Regions from separate parts of the Ostrinia nubilalis genome. Here region 2 is linked to region 1. The links are chromatin contacts, called in public Hi-C maps. All regions are on one chromosome and are shown on one strand. Each heading gives the region's core, a stretch centred on a gene start, on an enhancer-like site or on the middle of the called end of the contact. The rest is flanking DNA. Distances are from core to core; before and after follow the strand shown. Region 1 holds the start of LOC135084619 (conserved oligomeric Golgi complex subunit 3). Region 2 holds the start of LOC135084943 (protein bunched, class 2/F/G isoform-like).

Region 1 (5,015 bases), core at 1,181-3,680:
GACATTAGCGCCATCTGCCAACGAAACTTTAAGGGGCATATGTCAAAAAATAAATAACAACAGCTTTCTTATTTTTATTGATTATAGTAAATAAAATATACTTTAAAAGACAATAAGTGGTACGTTAAATGGAATTTGATAAAAACTGTTTATGGAGAAATGGACGTCATTATAAAAACTGGTTTTGAGTGTGTAAAACACACAATAAGTTTCCAACCCCAAACTCAGCTAAAAGGAAAAAAAATGGTGCTAGCAGAGCATGTGAGGAATGTAGAAGAGCTGACAACTAATGGCAATGGTTATTTATTGAGCCACCATCATTCGTCAAACATCGGTGACCTCGACACCCTATAAAACAAGTTTAAACGTAAGTAATCTCCTAACCTAAAAATATGACTAAAGCTTTAGAGAAAATTATAAAATTAATATTCGTTGCATTTATTACAGATCGATCATGCTAGGGTTGTCACAGGAGTAAAATGCAGCTGCGTTTATAACCAGAGCGGCAAGTGCAAACATGTTGCTGCTTTAATATGTTACATTAACAACAAAGTTAGTAATTTAAAAACGAGCATCGAACAACAATGGGGAGAACCCATTATTCGTCAATTTGTAGCTTGTAAATATTCCAAAGGGAGCTATTTTCAAGATATGTTTGGATCAGTATCTAAGACTGACTGTTGTGAACCACAATCTATATTACGTCAAATATCTCCAATTTATGCTAACTTCTTAAGTTTGTATGTGTTGCAGTAATGATACTGATAAGAAAGTGTTAATTTAATATTAAAATGATAATAATTTAAGTGCAGAACTTTATAAAATAAAAAACAGTTATGTTTTTCAAAAGTTGAATTTTATTTACCTTTTACAACAGTATTACTCTTGGAAAAGATTGGAGGCTGTAAATTAACTAAAACACAACATACATGTACAATATCATCAATACAATTGAATAAATTAACACAATCACATTAAAATCAAAACAACATTGACAATGACAAGACAAGTTTGTTTGCTTCCCTTGCCCATAATGTTACACATTTGTGCCGCGACGAGCGCAACGATCGTTTTCTTTACCCCTTCCACCCACTTCGCACGTTCCCAATTGGGATTATGGTCGGGTGGTCGCTGCGCCGCCCCTATTGGTTGTAGGGTGATGTTATATAACCTAAAACCATCCTTGATAAATGGGCTATCCATAACAAAAATATTTTTTCAAATCGGACCAGTAGTTCCTGAGATTAGCGCGTAAACTACTACAATTTTTCATACGGTCATAACTTTTTACTGACAGCTTCTTTTTTTTTCGTCCCATACTGAAAGTTAATCTCTATTTAATGGACTATAAGCCAATATTGGCTCCGTGCACGATTACAGCGCCAACTAGCGTCCACAACTTTGTGGGCTCTGTCACATTGACATTTAGGTCGTATATTTGTGAAAAAATATCGAAATGAAAAAATAACAAATATTTTCAACTAATAAATTGTTGTGATACCACGATTTGGGTGGAAAAAAGGTTTTGAAATCATTTTGGTCATTCAAATCAAATGAGGTAAGTCCAAAAAGTGTGTTTAATTTTGATTGTGTCAGGGTTTGTTTACTTCATTTATAGTTGTAGTTTTACAGTAAAACAAAAAGAAAAAGCTACTTTAACGGTTTCATTATATAACAGTAAATATATTTAAATGTTTCTGTATCGCTAGTAATAAATTAAATATCGTTTTCAGATCGAAATGAGTATCGTTTTGAAGACCGGGTTTGTGAGAGTTACAATATCAAATTCCAACCACAAACCGTATTTAAAGGAAAGTTGTTGGTATTGGCTGGACAAGTCCGAGATGTAGAAGAATTAAGAACAAAACAAGGGCAGAGTTCAATAATTCACGCTCTCATCATAAGGCAAACATCTGTGCACAACAACTACTGTGACTCATTTTTGTACTACCACGTTGTATAGTTTAGTTATTTCCAAATTGTAAACGGCTATTAAAACAGCCCTATCGAAATACAGTCCACTCTTTTATTTAAGTTCCCAGTAGGACCCTTTTCATGCGATTAATTAATGATATTAAAATGTATTATGTAGAATCGCTTTGCCATTGACAGATACATCTGATGACAGAGCTAACATTATTTCTACTTTTGACCACCATGAGCGCTGCGATAGATTATGTCCCCCCCACCTAGTACTTCGCACCCAGCGAATAGAGCCCCGATTACGGTAACTTTTATAACGTCTACAATCCAGACGCGTTTCTGATTCTGCGATACGATTGGTCAAAACAGCTGACGTACGCTGTTGAACCACTCATTAGTGGTGGACATTTGGACCACTTTTGGTCATTGTCCTTTCTGAACGAAGCGAATCAGCTGTCAAATGTCCCACGTCAATGTCAAAATGACGTTAGTTATTTGCTTGACGTCTGACGTCGGCAGTGTTTTGTGATTTCCAATTTCTTTTTAGACAAAATGGATATCAACATGAGTTTAAAAGAAATCCAAAGCAAATTATTGCTATGGGAGGCTCCAGAGAACCCACTGGCACCGCTGACGGCGGATCAACGAGAGGCAATATTGGATTTGGAGTCCATAATCCTTGGTGTTTCCAATGAAACTGAAGAAGTTTGTATTTGATCAAAAACCTGGTTTATTTGGTTTAAAAGTCTAGTTAAATCGATAGAAACAATATCTGGGTTGATTTTATTACCCTTATCTACCATTTCATATGTATTCTAGGACAAATCAGCGGACGAATCCAATAAACAAACGGAAAATACTCCCATACCACCAGTGGACAAAACATTCGATTTCCTGGATTGGTATGAGAGTCTATGCGAGAAAACTATCAAGGCGGATGATTCTCCGTACGAGGCATACTACCGGCAATTGGAGGATAGGAGAAATGAATGTGTATCTTTGAATAATCAGGTAAAATAATAGACCAAAATTTTTTTCGATGTAATCAAAGATCCTGGCTTATTAATAGGTTCTCTTTTAGATTGGGGCTACAATGGCAGACCTGAACAAGTTATCAGAAGAATATGAGCTTGTTTCCAACAAAACCAATGCCTTACATTTGATGAGTGAGCAGTTGTTGGCTGACCAGAATAAACTTTCCAGTATAGGTAATTGTTTTTGAGTATTTTACTACTTTGGGAGAGTATTCTAAAGAATTATTTCCAATTTTATTAGACAATGCTTTGTCACAAACAACACCTTGAAGAGTGAACCTAAATAAAATTGTTCTAAAGATGGATGGATCTCTAATGAATTAAGACATGAAAGAGTCTTCATATTCTATTCATGAGGGTTTCAAACCTTTTATCATTAATTACATTCTTATTTCACCTTAAAAAAGTGGAATCTTTCCTATTTTAACGTTTTTACTTCTTATAGTGGCTCAAAACAATAATTTACTGTTGTCTGCATCAATATCATTTGCAGTATTAATTAGGTTTACTAATAATTATTTTTCAGGTGATGACATCAAGCAGAAGCTCCATTACTTCACTCAGGTGGAGCACTTATCTCAAAGACTCAACAGCACCACCATGTCAGTGAACAGTGAAGCATTCTTCATAGTGCTGGCCAAAATTGATGACTGCTTGGAATACATGAAGAGCCATGTAAGTCACAAATAAAAATTGGAAATATAGACTTTGGAAATAGTTTAACAGTCCTAGACAACAATTAATTTAAAACAGGGTTCGAAAGGATAATTAAGATGGATAATTAACGGTTGATAATAACATAACAATGCGCTCGTGAAAATGAACTGTATTCGAAGTTTTCGAACGTGTATTTCCCAGGGTTCGAGGATATATATCAAGGGATATATATCAAGATATATATCGGATATATATCCGATATACAGGGTGTTAGGTAAATGGGTATATGAGCCGACACTAGCCCATGTTAACATGGTCATATAAATGGTATGGTGAAGTCAGAAAATTGATATCTTCATTTTAATTATTTTAATTTTCATACAAATCGGATTTTATAAAATTTATTTTGTATTAGTTGGGATGAAAATTAAAAAAAATAAAATGATGATATCTAATTTCTGACTTCACCATACCATTTATATGACCATGTTAACATGGGCTAGTGCCGGCTCATATACCCATTTACCTAACACCCTGTATATCAAGCCGGTTTTGATGATATATATCAACTTTTAAAATTTGTTACTGTATTTGTACTTTTTGACATAAGATTTTTATTTTTTTAGTTGATTTTGCCGTATTTCAAAGATATTTTATGTTTTTGCTTTATTTGTCTGATTTTAAGTTTTAAAAACATTAAAAACATGTTTATGTAACACATATGCAATAGTATTCATGAATAATACAATAAAATAATACTATGGCTTTCATACAAAATTGATATATATCAAAGTTGATATATATCGGATATATATCATAAATATCCGATATTTTGATATTTATAATAAATATCGGATATTTTCGAACCCTGGTATTTCCGCACTTGCGTCTAATTAGTGGGCGTTAATCAACAAAGATAGTTATAAAACCTATCTATTTAGCTCCACAATAATCACTAGTTATTTAGCGTCAAAATATTTATCTATTTTGCAAACTTTATGCGACTAGCATGGACAACTTGACAAAAATCAGCAACCAAAAACATAAAACAACATACGCAATCAGAATTTCTTATGAAGCAATATGACAAATGTATCTTATGCGGTTGATAATTATCAGATAATTATCTGATAATTATCCGATAATTATTCTTATATTTAAAAAAGGACAAAAGGAAGACATAGGAAACTACAGGCCTATAAGTTTAATGTCAAATATCTACAAAGTATTTTCGAAAGTTATCCTGGGAAGGATAAGCAAGAAACTAGACGAAAATCAACCACGGGAGCAAGCTGGCTTTAGACAAAAATACTCAACCCTGGACCATATACACACAGTGAAACAAATAGTAGAAAAATACAATGAATACAATAAGAAACTGTACATGGCATTCATCGACTA
Region 2 (5,015 bases), core at 1,752-4,251, 200 kb before region 1:
CTCGACTCTACAATTCATACCGAAAGATATTATGTACATCCTTGTACATTAAAAAACCAACATTGATGAAGTAATGTAAAACCACACAACTCAAGGTTGTCAGTCCAATATGCATATACCTCGCTTAATTCCCTTAACTAATTCAAACAAACGGACTTACGTTATGACACTGGCTAATTCGCCCTGGGGCCGGATGACGGCGATTTGCTCAAATTCTTAGAGGAGTCTGGGTTGGCTCGTGACTAAACAACGAGGGACAATGCGTTTAGAGCAAGTTTCGAAACAAATCTATAAATATTCTGTACCTCGACGCTGTTCGTGATCGGATGCCGCATGACGTACGCCGATGGCATCACCCCTGGCGTCTCCTGGTGCGGAATCAGCAGCAGCGAGTGGTGAAAACCAGCATTCAAAATGAGAGCAGTGATCACCACCGGTTTGTATTCTCCAAAGCGATCAACTAGGAACCCTAAAACACATTTATCAATCAGCATCTTTATAAAAGCATCTTGGAAAATTGATTTTTTTTATTACTTACCAGTAACGGGAGGACTCAAAAAAGTTGTGAACGGCAATGCTAAATAAACAAAAGAAATCTCCGGCACTGTTAGTCCAATACTTTGCATATGGATCGTCAAGTACGGTAGCAGAGAAGCAGTTGCTCCATACATCACAAAGAGTGTCACTTTCAGCATGATGAGGTTCGGGTTGATCCGCATCCTGACCATCAGGCGGGCGACCCAGCCCAGCTCCTCGTCGCTGTCTCCCTCCATGGTCTGGTCGTCGTCGCTCTTCTTCGAATCGTCCTGTGTCTTGGCCATAGTGCGTGCACACTCACATTTTCATGATAAACAATTCAGGTGTAACTTCGTGTGATATGTCTTATCGACTGGCGGTCGCGTACGAAAGGCTGCGTGCGCGGCGACTGTTTATTTAGGCTCGAGTCCTAGATTGTTGTATTTGAAAACGGATTTGTGGCTGAGCCCGGAGCCAGTGGGAGAGCCGTGGAGGTTCCCGAGCTCCCGAGCGACTGCGGCGCGGGCAGCCCGCGGCGGGCGAGCGGACATCAATTTACAAATAATAGCAAATTACCTTCGTTTAAGAAGTGTCACGCCGATTGGTGGGGATGCTGGCTAAATCGGCTGACGATCTGGAGACCTTGCGCGTAATAGCCGGGGTCGGGGCGCTCCTGCATCTGCGCCTTAGTTCCCTAGGAAGGCGCGACTCGCGAAATACCGCGAACATTTCGCTGCCACGTACTTTATTGTGAGTTTTATTTTATTTCCTTCAATTTTATTTCTAACCAAATTATTTACACCGTTTAATCATTATGGCTAGCATATTTCAACAGTAAATACATACATTACTTTGATTCTGTGTAACTAGCATCAAACAAAGGAAGTTGCAAATAATTTAGATAGATTTCTTCTATCTAGAGTCTAGATATCTTCTGAAGTATTTCTGAAGAAATTTAACTTCTGGATACTTTAGCATAAAAAAACGAAATTAACAGTTTTTAAACTAGGCTAGAAAATAAAAAAAAACGGTATACCATCGCATCAGTCTAATTTTCAAACTGCTTCATATGGAGTACTACAATATGTGTAGAAAAATCAAAAAATCACGCATAGGTATGTAAATCACAATAATAACATGAGAACAACGTAACTTACAGATTTTATTTGATTTTATCTTATAGCTACAATTTTTCAGATTTACATTTCACAAAAGCCAAATACTGTTTGGAAATTTCAGTAAAACATTGTTTTCAACCGACTTGAAAAAAGTTAGTTTTATAAAATCCAAATAATTTAAAAACATAACCCACCTTCTGGCGCAGTCGGGTAAAAAAAAAGTTTATCATCCGTTTACAAAATTTTGGTCAAATTGAATAGTCTCAATTTACTACCAAGTTACCAACCTTAGTGGTTTGTAGTAAATTGAGACTTTTAAAATCATACAATTTGACAATCGTAAAATTTTTCCTCAAAATAATTTAATTATTAGGACAAATTATACATACACCATGATTCATTGATCCTACTAATAATATTTTATAAAGGTGGTGGTGTGGATGTTTGTTACTCTTTCACGCAAAAACTACTGAACGGATTTGGTTGAAACTTTACAGTAGGTATTATTATTTATTCAGAACAACAAACTAAATTTGTACAGGTAATTTACAAACTTAAAAACTATACTATACAGTACAAATAAATTTTATAAAATCCGATTTGTATGAAAAATAAAATAATTAAAATGAAGATATCAATTTTCTGACTTCACCATACCATTTATATGACCACGTTAACATGGGCTAGTGTCGGCTCATATGCCCATTTACCTAACACCCTGTATACAAAAAAAAACAATATTTACAAAAAAGGCAAATTATTTGTAACCCAGATTAACATATAGGCTATAATTTATGCGAATCTGTGGCACTAAATTTCACGCGGGTGAAGCCGCGGGCAAAAGCTAGTACACAATAATTTTCTGCCACTTTCATAGTCAATCTTTAGACCAAAGAGAAAATTAGAGTAATTTGTGTTTTGAATCAAAGGTTAAGTAGGAGAGAATGTCTCTTGCCGCTTTAAGTTCGCTAAGTAAAGTTTTCCACATCAAATAAAGTTCACTTATGTATTTTCTCATTAAATAGGTACTAGGTATTTTGAATGACATGAAATTTTTATTTTTGATTTACAAACAAATACTTAAAATTACCTACCTACCTCGGAACACAAAAAGTTACTATTTTATTTTTATCTTAATTAATATTTAATTAACAATAAGGACATTAATATCACAGATTAGAGAGTATGAATAAATCATAAAAGTTTTTCTCTTTTTCATAACATTGAAGCTATTTACGTATAGACTGCCATCTTGCGGCGGTTTGTAACAGCTTTTGATTATAAAAAGCAAGCGGGCGTCATCTATCGCGGAATAGTCAAAACTTTTAGTAACCTTACAAACTGTGACGCAAGGCAGATAGAGCGTGACGTAGCTATTAATAGTATTTTTTTCCACTCTATTCATGCGCAATATTTTATCATTTTATAACGATACCAAATGAATGAAAAAGTGAGTAATACCTTAAATAATTTAAATCTTTCAACTCAAACCTGTATTAACATTCATTTCTCTTCAAAAATGATTAAAACAGGTGAGTTCTATGACTATCAGGCTATCAGCTATTGGTTTCTGTTTTCATTCATCAAATTAATACCTACAGTATGTTATGTCGTCACTAATTAAATGTTGTATGATAATATGCATTATCATGTCTATAAATAACTAATTATAATTAAAAAGAAGTAAATAACTATTAAACTGTTCGTTTCGTGATAATTTTCCACAACATGTTATGTTTCACATGATTTAAGATACTTCTTGATTCGCCACTCAATTAACGTTTTAAATTAATTAAATTTTGTATTATAATTCAAAGTAAACTAATAAAAGGATGATGGGCACAAATGTATGGAAAGTGGTACCCGCTCCAATAACCATAACCAATATATATTTTAAAAGGCCTTTAGATGTAGGAAAATGTCTGCTATGGGGCCAGTTCTAATTCACGTTTTGAAAGCAGTAATTCCACTAAGTATTATAATGAAAGTATAACACAATCATCCATGTATACGAGTATGTATTATGACTACAATCTATTAATATAACTAAAAGAAGCATTGAAAAGGAAAGGATTATACCTACGATGAACTACCCAAGCTATTAGCCCTTTATTCGCTTTCATCATCATCATCATGATCATTTTAGCCATAGGACGTCCAGTTGAACATAGGCGTCCCCCAATGATTTCCACAATGGCCGGTTGGTGGCGGCCTGCATCCAGCGCCTTCCCGCTACCTTTATGAGGTCGTCGGTTCATCTTGTGGGTGGACTTATTGGGTCTTGTGGGTTTATTCGCTTTAGCAACCCATCATAAAACCCTTAAGAAGTAATAAAACTTTACCCCTTCATTAATAAAAGTTACACCCTAGTTGAACTCTGGCTTAAATTGTCATTTGGTATGGAAATGTCATTTTAATCCAAGGTTCTTCCTAGGTGTAACTTTTTATTAATGGGGGTAGTACTTCTTTAAATAAAAATATTTATTTCACAATTATCCCCATCAATAATTATAGAGTTAAGGAAGGATGCTGGAGCAGTAAACCCTTCCTGCCTCGTTAACCTAAGTACCATACGATGGACACGTATGATACTTCTTCTTCTTCCTCGGTCCCTCACTGATGAGGATCGCGACCACAGATAGTGTTCCTCCACAGACTGCGGTCATAAGCTGTGTGGACCGCACGATGCAAACTCCCGCCCACCGTCTTCCTCACCGCGTCCGACCATCTCGTCGGTGGCCTGCCCCGAGCGCGTCCCCCTTCATACTGTATGATACTTAGGTTACACAAAAAGTATCTTTATCTTCGAACGCAACCAGATCTGAGGCTGGTGGCCATAGTAAATGATGTTCGTCTTGGTAAGACCTTTCAAATGACACTACAAACATAACTATTGGAGCCGGGTACCATTCTGCAAAAAAGTATGAATATCTTCGTACACAACCAGATCTGAGGCTGGTGGTCATAGTAAAAGTTGTTAATCTTGGTAAGACCTTTCAAACGATACTAGACTCATATCTATTGGAGCCGGGTACCATTTTGCCCATTGTCCTTTGAATTGTTTTTCTTTTTTCTTGCATTTCTTACAAAATAAAATCGAGTACAGATTCATAAAGCGACAGCTGCGCCACCTATAAAAAGGTTTCGTCAACTGCCATCTAGCGACCATAGATAGAAACTAGCCATCAGAATTCTAGATTGTCTATAGTCACTGCAAATTGTCAACCATAATGCATTGCGCATAAATGGCCGCCATGTTGCTGCCGTCTGAAAGATGTTCGCAACTGTGTGTGTTTACTAATGAATTTTAAGACTATAAATAGTTAAATTACTGTGTTTGTGAAATTGTGAGTGTACAATGGTTTTATATTTCTTATATTG

Evidence for each region. A called contact is a pair of places that touch in the nucleus more often than the background predicts.
Region 2: a contact with region 1 is called in a Hi-C map of whole body, with 4 times the contacts expected there. The contact joins the promoter of LOC135084943 here to the promoter of LOC135084619 in region 1. A contact is called at or near these places in 3 of 5 Hi-C or Micro-C datasets (all in whole body).

The regions. Positions count from the first base shown.
Region 1 is chr1:3,696,815-3,701,829 of ilOstNubi1.1, reverse strand. LOC135084619 (conserved oligomeric Golgi complex subunit 3) reads left to right here and starts at 2,430. Exons shown (of 12, transcript XM_063979424.1): 1 at 2,430-2,628; 2 at 2,743-2,934; 3 at 3,005-3,131; 4 at 3,484-3,632. The coding sequence starts at 2,476.
Region 2 is chr1:3,893,106-3,898,120 of ilOstNubi1.1, reverse strand. It overlaps LOC135084943 (protein bunched, class 2/F/G isoform-like), which reads left to right and starts at 3,001. Exons shown (of 5, transcript XM_063979866.1): 1 at 3,001-3,084. The coding sequence starts at 3,073. It overlaps LOC135085178, which reads right to left and starts at 1,050. Exons shown (of 13, transcript XM_063979967.1): 1 at 539-1,050; 2 at 306-469. The coding sequence starts at 821.